7 separate regions of the Mus musculus genome follow, and regions 1, 2, 4, 5, 6 and 7 are each linked to region 3. The links are chromatin contacts, called in public Hi-C, HiChIP or PLAC-seq and capture Hi-C maps. All regions are on one chromosome and are shown on one strand. Each heading gives the region's core, a stretch centred on a gene start, on an enhancer-like site or on the middle of the called end of the contact. The rest is flanking DNA. Distances are from core to core; before and after follow the strand shown. Region 1 overlaps Runx1 (runt related transcription factor 1). Region 2 overlaps Runx1 (runt related transcription factor 1). Region 3 has its middle 31 kb from the start of Gm30588. Region 4 has its middle 20 kb from the start of Gm30224. Region 5 overlaps Runx1 (runt related transcription factor 1). Region 6 holds the start of Clic6 (chloride intracellular channel 6). Region 7 has its middle 43 kb from the start of Gm30224.

Evidence for each region. Hi-C and Micro-C count contacts between places; a contact is called where the count stands out from the background. HiChIP or PLAC-seq counts read pairs in DNA pulled down with a chosen protein or histone mark. Capture Hi-C pulls out chosen DNA fragments and counts their contacts.
Region 1: a contact with region 3 is called in a capture Hi-C map of bone marrow-derived macrophages, with 16 times the contacts expected there. The contact joins two enhancer-like sites. A contact is called at or near these places in 1 of 15 datasets of contacts at CTCF or cohesin (large pre-B cells), 6 of 484 Hi-C or Micro-C datasets (Th2 cells, bone marrow-derived macrophages, double positive thymocytes and 2 more), 4 of 115 datasets of contacts at active chromatin or transcription factors (astrocytes, embryonic stem cells, fibro-adipogenic progenitors and 1 more) and 1 of 9 other capture datasets (bone marrow-derived macrophages).
Region 2: a contact with region 3 is called in a Hi-C map of bone marrow-derived macrophages, with 13 read pairs. The contact joins two enhancer-like sites. A contact is called at or near these places in 4 of 39 promoter capture datasets (the 3T3-L1 cell line, the C10 cell line, hippocampal neurons and 1 more), 1 of 15 datasets of contacts at CTCF or cohesin (large pre-B cells), 72 of 484 Hi-C or Micro-C datasets (the 3T3-L1 cell line, 3T3-L1-derived adipocytes, the 4T1 cell line and 53 more) and 8 of 115 datasets of contacts at active chromatin or transcription factors (the 230-238 cell line, T-cell acute lymphoblastic leukemia, bone marrow-derived macrophages and 5 more).
Region 4: a Hi-C map of bone marrow-derived macrophages shows a contact between it and region 3, with 16 read pairs. The contact joins two enhancer-like sites. A contact is called at or near these places in 5 of 15 datasets of contacts at CTCF or cohesin (CD8 T cells, the G1E-ER4 cell line, embryonic stem cells and 2 more), 113 of 484 Hi-C or Micro-C datasets (the AML12 cell line, the AtT-20 cell line, B cells and 66 more), 13 of 115 datasets of contacts at active chromatin or transcription factors (CD4 T cells, T-cell acute lymphoblastic leukemia, Th17 cells and 8 more) and 2 of 9 other capture datasets (embryonic stem cells and embryonic tail).
Region 5: a Hi-C map of the N1E-115 cell line shows a contact between it and region 3, with 14 times the contacts expected there. The contact joins two enhancer-like sites. A contact is called at or near these places in 1 of 15 datasets of contacts at CTCF or cohesin (large pre-B cells), 3 of 484 Hi-C or Micro-C datasets (the N1E-115 cell line, bone marrow-derived macrophages and stem cell-derived neural stem cells), 3 of 115 datasets of contacts at active chromatin or transcription factors (the 230-238 cell line, T-cell acute lymphoblastic leukemia and pancreatic cancer cells) and 1 of 9 other capture datasets (embryonic stem cells).
Region 6: a FOXA1 HiChIP or PLAC-seq map of pancreatic cancer cells shows a contact between it and region 3. The contact joins the promoter of Clic6 here to the enhancer-like site in region 3. A contact is called at or near these places in 3 of 39 promoter capture datasets (the 3T3-L1 cell line, the SN4741 cell line and embryonic stem cells), 19 of 484 Hi-C or Micro-C datasets (the C2C12 cell line, the G1E-ER4 cell line, the HPC-7 cell line and 12 more), 4 of 115 datasets of contacts at active chromatin or transcription factors (embryonic basal ganglia, extraembryonic endoderm stem cells, neural tube and 1 more) and 3 of 9 other capture datasets (adipose tissue, embryonic stem cells and liver).
Region 7: a contact with region 3 is called in a Hi-C map of bone marrow-derived macrophages, with 21 read pairs. The contact joins two enhancer-like sites. A contact is called at or near these places in 4 of 39 promoter capture datasets (the 3T3-L1 cell line, hippocampal neurons, liver and 1 more), 5 of 15 datasets of contacts at CTCF or cohesin (CD8 T cells, the G1E-ER4 cell line, embryonic stem cells and 2 more), 140 of 484 Hi-C or Micro-C datasets (the 3T3-L1 cell line, 3T3-L1-derived adipocytes, the AML12 cell line and 81 more), 16 of 115 datasets of contacts at active chromatin or transcription factors (CD4 T cells, T-cell acute lymphoblastic leukemia, Th17 cells and 11 more) and 2 of 9 other capture datasets (embryonic stem cells and embryonic tail).

Annotation. Positions count from the first base shown.
Region 1 is chr16:92,608,243-92,610,942 of GRCm38.p6, reverse strand. All of the region lies in intron 7 of Runx1 (runt related transcription factor 1), which reads left to right. Among named protein-coding and RNA genes, the nearest start is that of Gm30224, 13 kb to the right of the region's middle. Within about 2 kb of position 1,257, at least 135 of the 459 cell types and tissues checked have an H3K27ac peak or open chromatin away from gene starts, as enhancers often do. A contact at or near this core is called in bone marrow-derived macrophages, embryonic fibroblasts, muscle stem cells and 1 more, where this site is marked.
Region 2 is chr16:92,714,362-92,717,061 of GRCm38.p6, reverse strand. All of the region lies in intron 2 of Runx1 (runt related transcription factor 1), which reads left to right. Among named protein-coding and RNA genes, the nearest start is that of Gm30281, 46 kb to the left of the region's middle. Within about 2 kb of position 1,306, at least 92 of the 459 cell types and tissues checked have an H3K27ac peak or open chromatin away from gene starts, as enhancers often do. A contact at or near this core is called in the G1E-ER4 cell line, T-cell acute lymphoblastic leukemia, bone marrow-derived macrophages and 2 more, where this site is marked.
Region 3 is chr16:93,291,696-93,294,395 of GRCm38.p6, reverse strand. No RefSeq gene overlaps it. Among named protein-coding and RNA genes, the nearest start is that of Gm30588, 31 kb to the right of the region's middle. Within about 2 kb of position 1,280, at least 98 of the 459 cell types and tissues checked have an H3K27ac peak or open chromatin away from gene starts, as enhancers often do. A contact at or near this core is called in the C2C12 cell line, CD8 T cells, the G1E-ER4 cell line and 19 more, where this site is marked.
Region 4 is chr16:92,574,569-92,577,268 of GRCm38.p6, reverse strand. No RefSeq gene overlaps it. Among named protein-coding and RNA genes, the nearest start is that of Gm30224, 20 kb to the left of the region's middle. Within about 2 kb of position 1,293, at least 11 of the 459 cell types and tissues checked have an H3K27ac peak or open chromatin away from gene starts, as enhancers often do. A contact at or near this core is called in CD8 T cells, Th1 cells and regulatory T cells, where this site is marked.
Region 5 is chr16:92,643,438-92,646,137 of GRCm38.p6, reverse strand. Runx1 (runt related transcription factor 1) reads left to right here. Exons shown (of 8, transcript NM_001111021.2): 6 at 1,793-1,984. Among named protein-coding and RNA genes, the nearest start is that of Gm30224, 49 kb to the right of the region's middle. Within about 2 kb of position 1,272, at least 112 of the 459 cell types and tissues checked have an H3K27ac peak or open chromatin away from gene starts, as enhancers often do. A contact at or near this core is called in T-cell acute lymphoblastic leukemia and bone marrow-derived macrophages, where this site is marked.
Region 6 is chr16:92,496,717-92,499,416 of GRCm38.p6, reverse strand. It overlaps Clic6 (chloride intracellular channel 6), which reads right to left and starts at 1,270. Exons shown (of 6, transcript NM_172469.3): 1 at 1-1,270. The coding sequence starts at 963. 2410124H12Rik (RIKEN cDNA 2410124H12 gene) reads right to left here. Exons shown (of 3, transcript NR_165041.1): 3 at 2,047-2,367.
Region 7 is chr16:92,551,806-92,554,505 of GRCm38.p6, reverse strand. No RefSeq gene overlaps it. Among named protein-coding and RNA genes, the nearest start is that of Gm30224, 43 kb to the left of the region's middle. Within about 2 kb of position 1,250, at least 31 of the 459 cell types and tissues checked have an H3K27ac peak or open chromatin away from gene starts, as enhancers often do. A contact at or near this core is called in the HL-1 cell line, the HPC-7 cell line, the N1E-115 cell line and 6 more, where this site is marked.

The sequences.
Region 1 (2,700 bases), core at 8-2,507, 680 kb after region 3:
GTTCTCAGCAGACGGGCCCTGTCTGTCTCTGTCCCTTGCAGACAGACAGACTCCACACCTTGTCTGAAAGGAGCTGCCACGTGAAGGTTTATCTTTCCTCCTCATTTCTCTTCTTCCTTTATTTTACCCTCTTCCTTTTCTTTTGGTTAATTAATGTCTAGCTGCCAACCTGGGCGACAGACAGCGCATACTAATCTGAGTCACGCAGGAGAGCCTTTTAAGGCGGTCATTATCTGCTCAGGTTGTTTAATCCTTTGGGGGCAGTGGGAGGGGCCTGGGGTGGGACCTCTTTCATCCACATCAAGCTTTAGAGCCAAGACTCTGCGCTCTGTCAAGGTAGAGACTTAGCACCATAGAGGGAGAGACACTGCCAGTGAAAGTGGCTGAACCTTCTAATCCTCACACTTCCTACTTTTAAAGTCTCCCCATGAATGGGAGAGGGGGCAGTTGTCACCTGAATTGAGTGGGTGGGGGCGGCGTGCACCGGACTAGCCAAAAGAATAGAGGAGCCGTAGTTGGGTGATGTATAAATTCTGTGTGACTGCTGATGTGTAAGGAAAGAGGTTAGACAGGATTTAAAAATGAAAACACGGGGAGCTGGTGAGGTAGCTCAGTGGTTAGGAACCTTTGTTGCTCTTCCCAGGCCCCCCACATTAGCCCGCTCACAGCTGCCCATAACTCCAACTCGAGGGCATCTCTCTCCTTCCTCCAGTGTCTGCAAGCACACACACACACACACACACACACACACACACACACACACACACACATGCGCGCGAGCACCTAACTAAAAATAAAATAGCTGTAAATGAGAACACGTATTCGAATAGAGCACTTGAATTTGAACATATCTAAAAGGCCCATGTCTTTTTTATTACAGAGCGTATACAAAGCGAGACAGGGAGGGATGGAAGGAGAAGGGGAGGAGGGAGAGAGAACCTGACCTCTCGTAGAAAGACGCCACACTATCTCAGATCTTCCACATACTCTGCCCCCAGCAGCTGAGACTGTAACATTACTCCTGCGCTTATGCCCATGACAAATCACGGACTCACTCGGGATTCCGGTAACGTGGTACCATTACCACATTACCATGTAAGAACTGGGACAGACTGGCAGAGCATGTTCAGACACGGCTCTGAAACGTGGTGACCTCTCCTTCATTTTTTTCCAGTGGATTCACCTTTTTTGTCTCAGGACAAATGAAGCAAGAGGGATAATGGGCAGAGTCACTTGTTTGTGTCCAGTGTATTGCATCAGATGACAACAGGCCGATTGTGTGTGTGCCTAATGCTCTCCCTCCTGCCTCGGCTTCTCCCTAGACTGTATAAATCTAACTGGAAAAAAAAAATGGAGTAGAGCTTCCTGTTAACTCTCAAGCATGTCATGGCTCTCTGTAAGCAAAACAAGTGACACAGAGTTTGCTCATAGAGGTCCCCGGTGAGGGCGCAGAGATGAACCCTGAGGAATGAGGTGTGGCCTGCTGGCTGGAGGAGAGGCTAGAGGGCAGCCTACCAGGGCAGCCTACCAGAGCCACTGTTGGTTTACAGCCTTTGCCTGCCCACATGTCTGACTTGCTTTGAAAAGATTAACAGGAGTGTTTGTTTGAAAGTCAGACTCCTGGTTTCCTCATTAGTAGAGGGATTTGCTGCAGACTTGGGCTGTGCTTATAAACTCTAATTACCTCTCTGATGAGGAGTCTATTTCTCTCACATTCAGCCCAAATGTACACAAGAGTTCCTTTTGTAAAATCGTGTTAGAGCAATAAAAGATTATTGAGAGGGGGTGGAGGGGGAGAGGGAGAAACAAGAACACAAGCCCGAGCTCTCCGTGCTGAAATAATAGGCTTGGAACAGAAAGAAGTTGATCACAGCCCATGCCTTCCAAAAAAAAAAAAAGATTAATCCACCCGGGTAGCTTTCCTTTCAAAGGAAGCTTTTCGATCCCCTCAAGTTTCTCTCTAGCAGGCTCAACTCTGTACCTGAATTTGAGAATTTAACATTTTGAACACTTAGTTCGTGCCTCTGCCCTGTGTTGTTGCTGCTGCTGAGCCGTGCTGGTGCGAACAGTATAGTCGCAGCCTGCCCTCCTCTGACTGACAGACACAAGCTACCCGAAACACCGTCCTAACTCACTGTGGCAGCTGGTGGGCGGATGTGCATCCCTTCCTAACCATTCTCAGTTATTTCGCAATGTCTGGAGATTCTTTTGGATGTCAAAGTAGCGGGCAGGGGGTCGGCAGGGAGGCCACTAGAGGCATCTTGTGGGTAAAGAAGGAAGATGCCACCAAACAGTTATCAGTCTCCAAACACCCGCTAGACATAATACAGCCCAAAGATGCCAGCAGTGGCACTTTTGGCAAGGGAACCCTCCTGTCCCTCCTGTCCCCTGGTCTGCCTCAAAGGCAGCATGCACACGTGCCAAGTGCAGAGGGAGCCGGTGAAGCAAGGGCAGTCTGTAGAACTGTAAATTCAAAATGAATCTTGTAAAGAAAGTCTGTCATTTCTGGACAAAACAAGTTTTGCTATCCATTTGTGTTAGAAGCTAGTGAGTGACACAGCAGCTGGAGCCATGACTCAGTGGTTTAGAGCATGCACTGCTCTGGGGGATGTTGGCACCCACTTCTAGCCTCTGGGGGCACTGCACACACACAGGCTCATAACCACACAAGCATAATCACAAGTAAAATTACCTTTAAGA
Region 2 (2,700 bases), core at 57-2,556, 580 kb after region 3:
TGATGAGGAGGAGGGGGAATAAGGAGAAGAGGAAAGCGGGGGGGGGGGGACATAATGGCAGAGATCATTTGATGAAAGGCCTCATCTCAGTCTCATTATCAGGCTGCCTTTTCCATAGCTGCCAATGGTGAGTAATCGTACCTCTCAGAAGGACAGCCTGCTGAGAGATTGGAGGACAAGAGATTGGAGGACAAACCCAAGGAAGAACGGGGACTCTGGGGCAGGGACTCCCTTCTGAAATTCCCTCCAGGTCTGTAACTAGAGCTTTCCCTTTCTTCTTCTTCCCTCCCCTCCCTCTCCTTCCCCCTCCCTCTCATCTCCTTCCTTCCCCTCTTTTCCCCTTCTCTCTCCTCCTTCCTCCCATACCTCTCTCTGATATTGGGAGCATCGCAGGGGCCTCTGTGCCAGCATAGGGAGGGGCCTCATCCTCTTCATCTGTCCCCACCTCCCCGCCTTTCTATATTGATTTGCAGAGTAGAATTTGATAAAAGAATGAGAGAGAGACGGAGAGACAGAAAGAAACAGAGACAAAGAGAGATGAGAGAGAGGGGGAGAAAAGTAGACAAAAAAAGAAGGAACAAGACAAAAAAAACGAAGGAACAAGATTCTAAAGGTGTCTGGAACCTTTCAAAAGCCTCGTGCTGTTTGCCTGTTAAGAAGATACAAGTAACACAAGCCAGCATGAATCCCATTCAAGGGCTGATACTTGGTTTCAGAGAGTCCTGATCTAAATGAGGTCAAAGTGGGTCTTATGCAGGGCCTGTCATTCTGTGCACACTGCGAGTCAGGCTGAGCTCAACCACCTGCTCTGGGGCCTTGAGAAAGATCCAAGGCAAGGTGTCCAGGAAAACAAAATGCATAAGATGTCTACATAGAGCAATCTACTGCCCCAGATAAGAAACATCTTCCTCTGTTTTCATGTGCCCGTGTGCATGTGCAAACACACATGCCTGTGCTCATGTGTGTACACGTACACACACAAGCACGCACAAACACAAGCCCATGCACACAAACACACACACCCAAAAGACCTGCTCTAGCAGAGAGATCCGTGGCTCGGTTCCTCTTTCTTTAGAATTCCAGATAAGCCTTTACATCTCCTCAATCATTGCTCCCATTTGATAAATTCGCCAAAGTTCAAAGGCTGAGTGTGACTGGGGGCATTTGGAGAGGAATGATAAAACTGTGTCTGATAAACACAAAAAGCTTCATCAATATAGATCTACAAATTGGGAGCGTGGGGCTCCCTCAGGCAGTGAAGCTGTTATCTCCAGGGCGAGCCCCAGAAGATAGCTGAGGGAGCGGGAGGCATTATCTGCCTTCACAAGAGGAGCAGCACCTCCCCCACTGCTGTCTGCAAAGCCCAGGAAACACCTTGCAGGGGGTTGATGCAAGACTGCCATCCCCGCCCCAGCGACAGTTGGAATAGTGTTGTAACACAACATTGAGCAACACCTCCGCTGTAGCAGCCACTCTGTCCTAAGACACTTCTCCTGAGGAAAGACAAAGATATTTCGGGTGTCGTTGTTGTTGTTGTTGTTGTTGTTGTTGTCGCCTTTGTTTCAGCTTAGGTCATTAAAGAAAAAAAATCCCCCCTTCCACCCTGCTACTTAAAAAATAAATGTCCCTGAAGTTGGACATTTTGTCCAGGAAGATGGCCTCTTTGTTCCTCAGTCCAACGTGGCCTCGTTGAGTAAGTCTTCCTTTTTTGCTTTTAACTATTAAAGTCAAGAAATAAGAAAAAAAAATCAAGAAATAAAAAAATCAAGGAAAAAAAAAAACTCAGTTAGATCCTGAGAGACTGTTAATGCCAGCCCCTTTCCATCTCACTGTACCATAGCTTGAGAATTCCAGAGAAATCTTCATTTGTGTTTTTCCAGAGATCAGGTTGTCGGTTCCTGGGACTTTTGGGAACTGGATTTAAACTTGTGGATTGCTCTCGGGAAAGGACTTTGAAAGAGAAGAGACCCACTGGAGCTTTCCAGGAGTAATTTCTAAATTTCTTCTAGAGAAAATTTCACAAGACCCTCCTGATTTTAGGGAAGTTACAAAATGGCCAATGGAAGAGGCACAGGGCTAGAGCGGAGGGTGAGACAGCCTTCTCAGAGGGAGGGTCCCAGGCCTGCGAGATGGGCAAGCTGAGAGAAGTCAGCTTGTTTCTAGGAGCCCACTTGCTCTCTGAAAAGTACACAAATTATAGTACGTGTCTGTCTGGAGGAAAATGCTTAGCAGCATCTACCACAGAAAGGTAGCCACTGGAGCAACCCTGTTCTCTCACTTACTTCAGAATTGTCCTTTTGTGAGTGACCAGCTCCAGCATCTCGGAGTGCTCCAGCATCTCAGAGTTCTCCAGCATCTCAGAGTTCTCCAGCATCTCAGAGTGCTCCTACATCTCAGAGTACTCCAGTATCTCAGGGAACTCCAGCATCTCAGAGTATTCCTGCATCTCAGAATGCTCCAGCATCTCAGAGTGCTCCAGCATCTCAGAGTGCTCCAGCATCTCAGAGTGCTCCAGCATCTCAGAGTGCTCCTGCATCTCAGAGTGCTCCTGCATCTCAGAGTGCTCCAGCATCTCAGAGTGCTCCAGCATCTCAGAGTGCTCCAGCATCTCAGAGTGCTCCTGCATCTCAGGGTACTCCTGCATCTCAGAGTATTCCTGCATCTCAGAGTGCTCCAGCATCTCAGAGTGCTCCAGCATCT
Region 3 (2,700 bases), core at 31-2,530:
GTCCATGCAGCCTGCAGAAACGGTGTCTTCACTTCTGTATGGCTGTGGGGTCGTCACGGCCACTTGTCTACCATGAAGAGGTAGGAAAACCCTTTGGACTTCAACTGAGATGCCAGTCCCATGGCCAGCTATCTCCTTGTATGTCCCTTTCAACTGAAAAAGACATCATGTGATAACAGTTTTTATTTTTTTCCTGTTAATTATATTTTCCCTCCATTTGTAACAGCAATGAATACACTTAGAGAGATGGACTCTTTTGTGCTACAACAAACAAGCAAGGACATAAAGTAAACAAATGTTTCATAAGAGATAAGCAAAAGCTGCAATTATTACCATATGTAGTCGGTTTGTCTATCACCTGTCTGCATATCACCTATCTGTCTGTCTGTCTGTCTATCTATGCATCTATAAATCTATCTATCTATCATACATCTATCTATGTATCTATCCAAACACAGAGGAGGGAAGAAAGGGGAGAAGGGAGAGGGAGGGAGGGAGGAGAGAGAGAGAGAGAGAGAGAGAGAGAGAGAGAGAGAGAGAGAGAGAGAGAGAGAGAGAGAGAGAGAGAGAGAGAGAATCCTTTAGGAGAAAGGATTTGTCACATTCTGTGTTTGTAAGCAACTTTACTATTGTAGACAGTCAGTGTATTATCACGATGGCCCCTGGTGTATGTGCCATTACTGAGTATTTGGGGGGTGGGTTCAGGTTCTAGTTCTGTAGCCCCAAGTCCTTGGAGCACCATTTCTTAAAGCATTCTGTTTTAATCGTGTTCTTATGTGATTCATAGAGTGAAGTAAAGTTTTAAGGTAAATCTTATTAGGATGTGACTATTCTAATTTGAACCAAACAGAAATTCAGTTCCCGAACTTCTCTGGTATGCGCTCAGCAGGAGACCTGTGAAGTGAGCAAGACCTCTGCCCCTCCCTCTGACAGGCGACAGGCCTTCCCTGGTGTCAAGGTTGCTGGTGGAGGAAATGAAACCAGGACAACAGGGACAAAGATCATATAGCTACAGAACAGCAAGAAACTTGAAGAATCCGTGGCTTGAGTCTCCCTTTCCTCAAGGCTTCCAGTGGGTCTCGCGGCTTGGTCCAGGCAGTTGATGGGGTGGAATGCTGAGTGTGGGGGAGACTAAGTCTAATACAACGGGCAGCGAGCATGCCTGTGTGTCCTCCAGGGGGAGACATTTCTCTTTCTCCCATGGCTGTGTGTTACCCAAAGCTAAGGTGGTCAGTGACACATTTGCAAGGCATGTCTCTGGGACACAGAGCAGAACAGGCTTGCAGAGCAGCTGCCCTCTGTGAGACTGAAGACCGAACGACTGTCTGTTTGCCCTCCAGTCCACACTGTCTAGAGGCCAACTGCTGCTCCTGGCCAGCAGCGCCTCAGGCCTTCCCATCACCACCCCAGAGAAAACCGTCAGAAGAGCATTGGCAGTTGTATGTTCTTACAGGAGGCCTGGAGTGTCCTGTAGGGACCACCGTAGGGACAATAAGAGCCAGGGACATAGCCTGGCACTTGAAAGATCTGCCACACTGCCCAGTTTGATTTTACGTTTCTCCCTTTCAGCCACTGTTTAGCTGTTCAGTTTACTAGAAATGTCTGTAGTTCTTAAGTGGCTGGTGGCCATTTTTCAAGGACTTTCTTTCTTGGTGTCATTCCTCTTAAAGAATGAACTGCGCAACCACATGCGTCTAGGAGGGTGGGCGAGAGAAAGGAGCAGGCACAGGATTCAAAGAAGTCAATTTAGCTACTTATTAACCGTGCCTGGAAATGTGAAGAGGAAAAGGTGGGAACTAATGACTCCAATGGGTGTTTGAAAAGAACTGGCTCTTTTGTTCCCAGCTCCGTGAACCCTCTCTTTGGAGAACCCAGAGCTGGTCCTCAGTCAATGAGTGTGGCAAGGATCATTTCAAGAACAAATTGAGGAAACGTAGGCACGGGTCTTTCATCGCCTTTTCGCGGTGATTAGATTTATTTACCTCCCTTGCTGGCCCCTTCTCTTTCATGCTTTCCAACCGCTTTAAAATCAAGAGTGAAAAATGAAACCGAGTTCCGGCTTTTAAGAAAATGAGAGAGGGTGGGGGCTGGGCTGGCTGACAGGTGCACACTTCCTGGGAGCCAGAGAATAGCAAGAAGTTTAAGAAAAGAACTGTGTGACCATAGCTGGCCTTGCCTGGGAGAAAGTCACTAATTGAAAGTCTGGCCAACGTTAAATGTGCTGGTGAAGTGCACTGATTTATTGGGACCAGTGTGGGGGAAAGGTCTGTGGAGCAAATTGAAAGAACAAACAGGGAAACGGTGTGTTTTCCTCGCCGAGAGATAGCTCCAAACGTTTGTAAAAATCACTTTGTATTTCAATCCCCCTGCAAAACGGTGAAAAGTTCTGGTTCCTAACTTCTAAGAGTTACTGTGAAAACCCTTACAACATCCCTAAGGTGTTCCTTCCTTGCGTGGGATCCTGTCATCCTCGTGACCGTGTGAGTTCGGGGGGAAGCAGAATTTTGTGAAAATGTTTCTCTACTTTAGACTTTTCTACAACTTTCTACCCAATTAGAGGATGTTAGTGGGGTTTGCTGCGTAGTGTGCTGGTATTTTGTGACTCGCAGGCGCTGATCTGTTTCCCTGGCTGTCTCACAGTTCATGAAGAAGTCTGCTCTAAAAAATGGCTTCTCACCATTCTGAGGGCCATCCCATCCC
Region 4 (2,700 bases), core at 44-2,543, 720 kb after region 3:
CATGTATGTACATGTGTGTACATGTGTTGGGAGCTACGAAACTAGGAATAGAAGTATGAGGAAAAGAAAGATCTTAAGGTGGAAACAGAGAGGGTGACAGAGCATTGTGAGAAAAAAAAAACAGAAGGGGTTGGTCTAGGGAAAAGTGGGGGAACAGGAGGGAAGGGATCGGACCGGGTAGCCATGCATGGGGAAGGGGAAAGAAACATACAGAGTTCACGTGTGTGTGAGACACCACAGTGAAACCTAGTACTTTCTATGCTAATCAAAAATTGTAACTTAAAAAAGAATGGGCTAAACAAATAAATATATCCTGACTGATTTTACGTTCTCCTGACACAAGCTATAGTTGTCCTAGAGGAGGAAACCTCAATTGAGAAGATGCCTCTATAAGATGGGGTTGCAGGCAAGCCTGCAGAGCATTTTCTTAATTAGTGACTGATGGGGGAGGGCCCAGCCCACTGTGGGTGGGGCCATCCCTGGAGCCTCTAGACCACCAGCTTCCCAAGTGCTCCGAGAGGTTTCAGGTCTGCCCTCAGCCTTTACCCCCTGTGCTGAGGACTATGAGACCCGTGTGTACTGTGTACCATGTGCCATGAACCGTGTGTGCTTGTTGTAGCTGCCCACTGCCAGACACACCCACCAGGCCATCCCTTGCTTCTCTTGGTCAGGCTAAGCCCCTAAATCCTGCTCCTTTCTCTTTCTGCTCTTTTGGGTGAGAACCAGCCGCTGCCGAGCCTAGTAGAGATGCCGCGTTATTTACCTTCATTTTCCTTTTGACTCTCTTCTTCTGATGCCTTTTTTTTTTTCACCCTCACCATGTTTCTTCTCCATCTTACACCTCTGAAGGCCTTCCAGACAATACATGGGGACAAGTCGTGACACGGAAGGCTTGAGGCTGCCAGGCTGTAGAGGAGGTGAGGCGGTGGGATGTCATTGGCTGGTCATGAGAAGCTCACCTGACAGCATCATGCACTGCTTCACAGCAACTAGAAACACAATGAAGTTAAGGGGCTGGGGTAAGCCATTCTCACAGGAAGAGAAGCCGTAGGAGAGGAGCTGACAGGCACTCTAACAGTAGTCTTCTGAGCTGGGGACAGAGTGTTTATGAGGCTCTGAAAAGCTCTGTCACGTGTGTTTCAACAGACATCGCAGAAATTTCAGATACAGCCCTGTTTGCTATAGTAGCATCAATGGCTTCTTCTAGGGCCAACACCCTATGGAAACCATCTCAGTTCCCCACCGTTGGCTGTCCGGGGATCCCCGGCTGCAGGGCAGCGGGTATCAGGTAGTAAAGGCCGCAAGTAACTTCCTGGCTTGCTAAGCAACCAGCGGAAACCACTCTGCTCTCACTGTGCTCTAGGCTGAGCATTCTCCTCAGAGTTTGAACAGAGAGAGAATCTCAGTAGATAAATTATTGATAACGTGGGCGTTACAGACACAGAACCCATCCCTCCTAAGCTCAATGCCCTGTGTGAGACAGACAGACAGACTGGAAGGAAGGAAGGAAGGAAGGAAGGAAGGAAGGAAGGAAGGAAGGAAGGAAGGAAGGAAGGGAGGGAGGGAAGCAGGCAGGCAGGCAGGCAAATGGAATCTGTGTCTGAGGTGCATTGTGAAGCAGAGTGGAATGACCCACAGGTGTAAGCAGGTGAGGTTGGAGAAGTGACACAGCTGGAGAGAGAGTCTCTCTCTGAAGTGTGCATAGTGTCACAAGTGAGGGAACTGGAGAGGACATGGAGGCTTGGTGGGGGATGAGGGGGGTGGGGTTGGGGGAGGGTGGGGCTGGGAGGAGGGGGCTGGAGGGAGGGTGGAGACTGGAGAAGAGGATGAAGGTGGAGGCCAGAAGCAGAAAGATGAGGACAAACAGTAGGTCTGTGAGAACAATCTAAGGATTTGGTGCTCCATGAGCCAAAACAAGGGTGCAACCTACAGGGAGATTACAAAATGAAGGTCACAGGGTAGCTCTGGATTAATTCCCATGATGCGGAATCAAAGACAGTAGAATGGAAAAGAAAGGGCTGTGACACACAGAGGTGACACACAGAAGCCCGTAGCAGTTCATAACTTGCTGCTATGTTTCAGTGTGTGCATGGAATTCTCACACACATGCATGATCATGTGTACAGTCACATTTGTGCTTGCATACATGTTACATGGTCAAACATACACAAGCATGTGTGTGTGTACATATAAGCTTGCATATATGTTACATGGTCACACATACACTACCATGTATACACGCACATTTAAGCTTGCATATATGTTACATGGTCACATATACATTAGCATGCATTTAGATCTTTGTGTGTATGACATCTATATGTTTGTATGTATATTATGTATGTGTGTGTGTGTTATGTGGATGTGTGTGCATATGTGTTTCCATGTGTAGGTGTAGAAGCATTCATGCCACAATGTATTCCTGGGGTGTGTTGGTTTTCACCTTCTACCCTGATTGAGACAGGGTCTGTCTGTTGATTGCTACCATGTTCACCAAACAAATTAGCCCACAAGCTCCTGGGAAATTCTCCTGCCTCCACTTTTCATCTTACTGTAGGAGCAGGAGGAGTGCAGATGCTTTCTACCACACCTGGGGCAGCAGGATTATAGACATGTGCTACCACACCTGAAGCAGCAGGATTGCAGATGCATGCTACCACACCTGGAGCAGCAGGATTGCAGATGCATGCTACCACACCT
Region 5 (2,700 bases), core at 23-2,522, 650 kb after region 3:
ACACCGAACTACATATACTAAGACTGAGCAAGGTAGAAGGCTCTAGAAAAAGAAGTTTTTGTACTTCTGCTGGTAAAAGGCTGGAGGGGGTGGCTCGGGAACTTGGCCTCTTTTGTCCATAGAGCTTTAAATACTCCGGCTACAAGAGGCCTCTCCCATGCGCCCCGGCCGAGCCTGCGTGACTCAGGGTGTTTGTGTTTGAGTCCAGTGTTGTGAGCTCTGAATGACAGTCCAGATTTGCCGTGGCGATACGTGGAAAGAGCGAGCGCTGCATGTGAACTACACAAATATTATGCTTAAGCTTTTTTTTTTCCTCCATTTGGAGCCAAACAGGTCTTGTCAGTGATAAAAATCGCTGCAATATAGTGGGCCCTTTTTCTGGCCTGGAATCTGAGACCGTGTCGGCAGTGCCAAGGAGGCCCGTAGCAGGAAGAAATAGCAAGCCGCGGGGATTTGAAACCATAACACAACTTCTACGACATAATTTTATAATTGTAGCAATCGGGAACTAGGTGGTGGGCGGGGTAGCCTTGTAACCACTCCTGTGCTGGAAGAATGGTCCAGGGTCCTCCGTGTAGCTCTGGGCTGGGCTGGGGTAGCAGCAACAGCATTTCTATGGGCAGAAGCCAACGGCTTCCCCTGTCTTGTTGTGAGGCTGTGTACAGGAGGATGATTGTGGCTCAGGCTGTGTAACCATTGACAGGAGAATGGCCCTGGCTCAGTCAACGGTTCTAGTCAAACAAACCTTGAGAACGAGGAGGAAACAACAAAGTCGGCCTCTTAAAAGGAGGAATGGATCTCTACTGTGACTGTGTGGGAGGCTGGGCTCCTCTACAATCTCTAGTCTGCATAATACTTTGAAGGGGATGGAGAGGGAAAAAAAAAAAAAAGCGGGAGGCCCAGCCCTCCTGACTGGCCCACGTGGATGCCCCTACTTGCTGTTTCCTGGTAACAGAGACACCTACCACCCTTACACGACAGCAAGCATCCCACCTTGCTTTTCATTCCGAGGGAAAATCAGCAGACCAGCTGGCCACTCCCTCTGAGCTCCCAAGGGCCTGGCCTACTAGAAATATTGGAACAGACCCACGCTGCACCTTTCTGCCTACTTCCTCCTAGGGATCCGCCCAGGGAGTGGGCTTCAGGGAAGTAAGGATGCTTCTGAGGAGCCTGTACGAAGGAGGAAGGGGCCTGGGTGTGTGAGGGCAGAGAGGGATGCCCTGTGCCTGCCTGCGTGTAACAGGAAATCTCACTCCTCGGCTGTGGGTTTGCAGCTGCACCCAATTTCCTGTTGAAGGGACACGCTGCTACGTTCCAGGGCCCACTCTGGCACCTCTCAGACCTGCTGCTCAGGTTTTCAGGAAGGCAGGGCATTCTTGACCCCGGGAGGGCACCTTTCTTGGCTGCCACAGTTCTGTTCCCAGCCTGAGGCCCACAGCCAACAAGCAACGGGCTTCTTACCCGGGGCCACCATCAGCAGTTCCGCTCACTAGTGTCTGCCCACCCGAGGGGATGTGCGGAGAGCTGTGGGCACCGAGTCCCAGACTGAGGCAACAGCCAGGGACCAGTGGGCTGAAGGAACCTCAGCGGGCTATCAGAAGGATAGCCCTGGTTCCCACAGGCAGCCAGCCCAAGGGGCAATGTCCAACAAGCTCACCTTGGGGGTGAAGGGAGAGGGAGGGGAAAGATAAGAAAAGTCCCCTCCACAACACGTTTTCTGATCTCTTCCCTCCCTCCTTCCCTGCCTCCCTCTCCTCCTCCTCCTCCCTTCCCCTCCCGGTCCCTACACTAGGACATCGGCAGAAACTAGATGATCAGACCAAGCCCGGGAGTTTGTCCTTTTCCGAGCGGCTCAGTGAATTGGAGCAGCTGCGGCGCACGGCCATGAGGGTCAGCCCGCACCACCCAGCCCCCACGCCCAACCCTCGGGCCTCCTTGAACCACTCCACTGCCTTTAACCCTCAGCCTCAAAGTCAGATGCAGGGTAAGTACCCCACGGAGCCCACTACCCTCTGTCTTTGCTGGAGTCCCAGGCGCAGAAAGCACCGGGGCTGCCAGGCCTTTCTGGGTGCTCTAAGGGAACTGTTGAAACCCCGCAGCATCAGCTGGGAGCTTAATGAGGAGAACGCTGTTCCATCTGCAGAGTATCTCTACTCTGAGAAGTGTGGCTGCTGAGCATGGGAGGGAATCGTGGCTGTGGAAGCCATATGTGTACATGGCTACACGCGTGTATCTCTCTTGGTACCCTTGCAGTTATCGGTTCCAGGTATCAAACTCCACAGGAGTTCAATATGTCCTAGTACTTGCCTAGGCCTGTGGACATCATCCTGGAGACTGTAATCCGTTCTGCGGCTAGCATCTAACACGCTATTCATGCTATGTTGACAATCACCAAGTTATATTACGTAGGGAATCCTGACGAAAATACATTTCAATATGTGTACATTTAAAAAGCTGTATTATCAACCCACCTTCGGTTTAATCTTTAGCTATAGAGCCTTCAGATACAAATAGCCTCCTGTATAGAAGCTGACGAGAGGTTTTTGTAAGACTTGTTTTCTACTATGTTGTTTTCTTATCTACCCATTAGTCTTGAAGCCACGATACACACAGTTGCTTGCATGTATGTATGTATGTATGTATGTGTTGTGTATACATGTATAAACACACATACACATACAAATCCAGCAAGGGGTTTTT
Region 6 (2,700 bases), core at 21-2,520, 790 kb after region 3:
TGCCTGGGATTCCTCCTCGTGTTCGGTGGATTTGGCCTCCTCTCCATCAAGGCTGCCGTCGGGGGGCTTCTCTTGGATGGCCCCCTCGCAGGGTCCCTTCAACTCGGGTTCTGGCCTCGCTTCTTCCTCCCCGGTCTCCTCCTGGAGCTTGCCCTGGTCCCCATTCTCATGAGCATCTACTCTCGCATCCTCGGAAGCTGCTTCCTCGGACCCGTCTTTCCCCAGGGTCTCCCCTTCCCCCGCGGCGTCTGCGGCCGAAGCGCCCGCCAGCTCCCCGGACTCGTTCCCTCCGATCTCTGTGGTTACAATCTCAATCGCCTCATCCTGGGGCTGAGGGCTGCTTTCCCCTCCACCCTGGGGCTCACTCTCCGACCCAAGTGGCCCTCCTGCGGGTGCCTCTGTGTCCATGTTGTCCCCTGCAAGTCCCTGGACTTCTGGGTTGATCTGCAACCCTAGCGCGCCGCCTCCCTGCGCTTCCTGACCAGATTCTGCCTCTTCCCCTGCCTCTGAGGCCGTGGGGTCCTCGGGCTCCCGGCGAGAGTCCCCAGGGACCTCGGGGGCCTCACCCTGAGAGTCTAACCCAGAGCTCATCCCCTGCACCTGCTGGGCGCTTGGCGCCTCCTCCGCTCCCTGCGGGATCGCGCCCTCGGGGTCGCGCTCCGCAGCCTCCGCTTCACCTGGAGCTCCGCTGGCGCCCGGCGTCTCGGCCTCAGGGCCGGTGCGCGGGTCCTGCGCCTGCGCTCCCCCAGTTCCCTCGTCCTGCCCACAGCCTCCTTCCTCCTTCCCCGAGGCCCTGGCCTCTACGCCCGCCCCCAGGTCCCTAGGTGCCTCTGCAGCTTCCTCGCTCGCTTCCCGCCCCTCCAGGTCCGCAGCTCCTGGCTCTCCTGGTCCCTCGATTGTCGCACCTTCGGGTTGCCCCTGGGAACCTGGAGCGACCTCCTTGGGCTCCGTGGCCTCAGCCATGGTAAAACACCCTTCCTCGACGCTGCTCAGGGTGAGGGGCAGGGGCTGACGTGCCCCCTCCGGGAGGACACCCCACTCGCGGTTCTAGAAGCGAAGGTTTCGCTTGATGCAAAATCTAGAGGGCCCCAAGACTCTATGTCCCTTTTCCCTGTCTTAAGGTCTTTGGGTTCTTCCTCAAGAGTTCCTGTTTCTCCTAAATTCGCGCCCGGACCCCAATCCTTCTGTGCAGGCCAGGGTGTGGGGCTAAAGAACTCAGCTTGCCTCTTGAAGTCTTTGGAAGAGATGGGCTGGTTCCCTGCGGTCTCAAGGGTTGACCAGAAATTCTCAGAGCCAGTTCTCCCCTCTTAGGGCTTGGGCGGGGTTTGTCTTCCCCACCTCCTAGCCACTTTGGGTGGCCTGGGAAGCTAGCCAATGACAGCCTTTCTGCGGCTTTTGTGGATTTTAATGAAAAGACTGATTTTACTGGCCACTTTAGCGTTTTCTGGAACAGCTTCAAGTTTCAGAGCCATTTAAATCACGGTCACATACTTCAGTATTGGATTCCCACCTTACCTCACTTCACCATGAAGGCGACTCTGATGCTGAGTGGAATAGACCCATCCCATCCCTGCCTCAGGTTCCACAGAAAAGGTATTAACCCCAAAGGGAGGAATGGCTGCCCTCCCATTTCTGTGAGTTCCAGGAACCTAAAGATGGAAGGGACAATAGCCTGGCGTGCTTGTTGAGGTGGTGGGGGGAGGGGAGGAGAACCAGACGGATACCTCTCCTTCTCCAGCCCCTGAAGACCCTAAGAATCTGTGCATCCCTCGGACTCAGATTTCCTTACTCATGTCCAGTGCTTGGGTCTCAATATCGTGGTTAGGGCGTTGGGGGTTGAAGGTGGGGGAAGAAAATTCGGGATGGGAAAAAAGGAAGTTATAGAATTAACTGGGCCAGGAGTCCCCCACTATCACCCGTCAAAAACTTCTTTCAGAGAAGTTTTCAAAACTATTCCACTGAATTGATAGAGAGAGGACCTCCCACCCCAAACTGTGAGGCCAGCATTTCCCCCTTATCAAAGGACACACCAACTCTAGACCAATATTGCTGATGAGTATAGATGCAAACATTATTAACAAAACACCAAGGGTTTGAATACAACAGCATATCAAAAAGATCATCCACGGCTATCAAGTTGGAGGTTGGAGGTTGCAGTGGTGGCTCAACACATGCAAATCTATAGGCGCAATGCGTCAAAACAACAGAATGTATGACTTTAAAAATCACATGCAGGCTGGAGAAATGGTTCTGGAATTAAGAGTGTGTACTGCACCCACATCAGGTAGCTCACAACTTCCTCCAGTTCTGAGGATCCAACGCCCTCTTCTGGCTTCAAATGGCACCTGCACTCACATGCACAAACCCCTGCAAGAATAACATATATACAGATGATTAAAAAATAAATAAATCTTTTTTTTGAAACAAAATGTGTTCATCTCAGTAGGTACAGACAAGGCACTTGATAACATTCAACATCCTTTCACAATAAAAGATTTGAATTTTTTTCATAGACAGATAATATCTCAACATAATTTAAATTGGTTGGGTGTTTTGTTTTGTTTTGTTTTGTTTTTGTTTTGTTTGAGGCGAAGTCTCATGTAGCCCAGGCTGGCCCAGAGCATACAATATAACACAGGATGATCTTGAACTTTGACCCTGCCTTTGCTGAGATTACATCACCTCGTCACGTCTCGATAA
Region 7 (2,700 bases), core at 1-2,500, 740 kb after region 3:
CCTCGGTGATAAGATCTTAGGTGACTCAGAACGACGACCACTGTTCACATCATGGAGCTCAATTCTAGTTGTTGCTGGGCCCCAAGGAAGAACTGAGTACAAGGGAAAGAAACAGAGACCAGATAACACACCAATGCGGAAAGCTGACTTGAAGAAAGCCAGGCCAGTTTGCATGGGGAACTGGAGCCTAGCCTAAGCTGGGATGACATCCTGAGGTCCAGGCTCTGAGGGACACTAACTCCGTAAGAAGGAACTGTGTCACCCTCCATACATCCCAGTATTAGATCCATCTCAATGCCACGTGGTCCTTCCTGGCCTCCTGGATGCCTTCAGATACTTTCCCAGAAAGGAGTATCTACCGTGCTCATTAGCATCACCAAGCAGGAGGTGTCTCTTCCTAAAAGGATCTCCACCTGTGACAAGCACATGAGGACACATCAGTTCCCAGACATCTTCATGGGAGAAGATTTACTAAGCTAGTTCTCTTGTCTCAAAATAAAAAGCCAATAATGAAATGTCTACCTTCAGAGATGGTGATGGGAAACCATGTTCCATGTGGTAATCTTTAGGGGGTGATGATACAAAAGCAAGCCTGCCTGGCAGGGGAGGACAACGACCCTGATGTCATGGACAAGACTAGAATTATAGATAGCAGAGGCTGGGGGCACTGGAGAGAGAGGATGATAACCAGTCAGTTCTGCAAGTTAGAGCTGGGAAGGCAGAATACAAATACGTCCTGGTCCTTTGATACACAGCAAGGAGATCGGAAACAGCACCACATCAGACACACCTCACACCTGGAAGAAATGGTTTGGATTATTCTCATCAAAAAGAAGAGAAATACCCTAATTTGATTATTACTCAACATATAAAATGTATCAAGCCTATAAAGATAGGTCCAATTATGTATCTATTAAAAATAAAATTCTTAGAAGGTAGAACTTCAACACTTTGGGACTGACATTCAATGTGTTTCATAGAGGACCCATTTGTCACTGTTGAGTCAGAATTGTCAGGTTCTAACCCCTCGGCTGCCTTCCAGCTCTGCCAGCCCCTGAGACCAAGCCTTGGGACCTCTGGGGACACTGACAACCAAGAACTGAAAGCTCAGGTTCATAAGGAGCATCCCCAGGGATGGAGCACAGCACCTGACTGTGAGAGACCAGAGCTGAAAAGTACAGGCAGGGTAATTCAGTCTGCTGGGCACGTCTCTTCTCTTTCCTGGGTCTTGTAAACGTTTCTCAGCTGAAGCTATTCAGAAAATGAGTGACTAAGGAGACAACCATCAACACACTAGACATTTCCTCTGCCCTTCCTCTTCTGAGTCTCCCAGAATTCTGGCTGCTTCAGGGAGCTGAGTTTCTCTTCAGATCTGCAGTCACCTATAATGGTGGCTCACTATCTGGAAGATAAGAGAGAGAGCAGCTGAGGTTCAGACGGCAGAAATACGGCTTGTGCCTTGCTCGGCTCGTCTTGCTCGGCTCGTCTTGCTCGGCTCGTCACGCGTATTATCTGCTGGAGGAAGTGACTCAGACTGGATGTGAGTGCCCTGTGCTTCGTTATGGCTTCTGAAGTGATCTGGACTCAGACAAGACCCCTTCCCAGGCTCTTTTGAGGGACTTCTTTTGGGGAGGGATGAGAAGCACCCAGGACGGTTACTGTTAAAATTATTTGGGAGTTGTGTAGCCCTCCGCAATACTGCTCTGTTCAGAGTCAAAATGATTTCATTTCCATTTCTTCTCTCAAAGTCAAAATAACAGGTGAGGGACTTGGAGAGGAAAGGAGGCTAGTTCTCCATCCAACCAGCACTGACCCAACTCCCAGCCTACCAGGCCCTGGTCAGCATACGGTGGCCTATTTCCTTAACATTTCAACGGTTGCACAAATTCTTAACACCACCACCACCATCCATCCATCCACCCCACAAATTTTGTGTTCACTGTGTCCGATGCAAAAACTAAGCACAGTGTCTTGGGAGAAAGCCTGATAAACGCTTTTGCCCGTTTTTCATGTTTTCCTGTATTTTCATGAACATCTTTATCAGAGTTCCAAGAGCTGAGCGGGGTGTTGGGGGAAGAGGTGGGGGGGGGATCTTTTACAGATGAGCAAACTAAGATTCAACAAAATTAAATAACTCGCCGGAGGCTACACAGCTCTTTCCCCAGTCATCTTGAGTCACAATTAACTGTCTGGATCCCAGAAAGAAATTGCAGACCAACCACTCGACTACGGGAAATGAGCCGTCTAGAGGTGGCTGCCCTTAAAGGAATGTGGACGGCTGTCTGGGAGCTTCAGCACCCGTAGTGACCACACTCGGGTACCTCCAACCACTCACAGCTCTGGGAGTGTTTAAAAGGACGAAAGGCTTATTCCAAGTAAGCCTTTTATTATCTGAAAGTTCAGAGAGCACGCTAAATACTGCTGGCCAACTGTTTATGAGCACGAACCATCCAAGTTAATCCAAAATGTTCTGCATCTCTGCTTGGGTCAGTGCAAGACACTGCCAAAAGAGACTGGCATTGACCATTGAACCAGAGCCTGTCTCTAACAGAGTTTAAAACAGCCATTGTGCGCACATGCCCCTTCGGGGCCCTATAGATTGCTCTGTTTACTAAATTTCCATTGGCTTCTGGTTTGTATTTTTCTTTTTTGTGCTCAACAAAGGATATATTGTTCGTTACTCAGATCCCTTGATTAAAA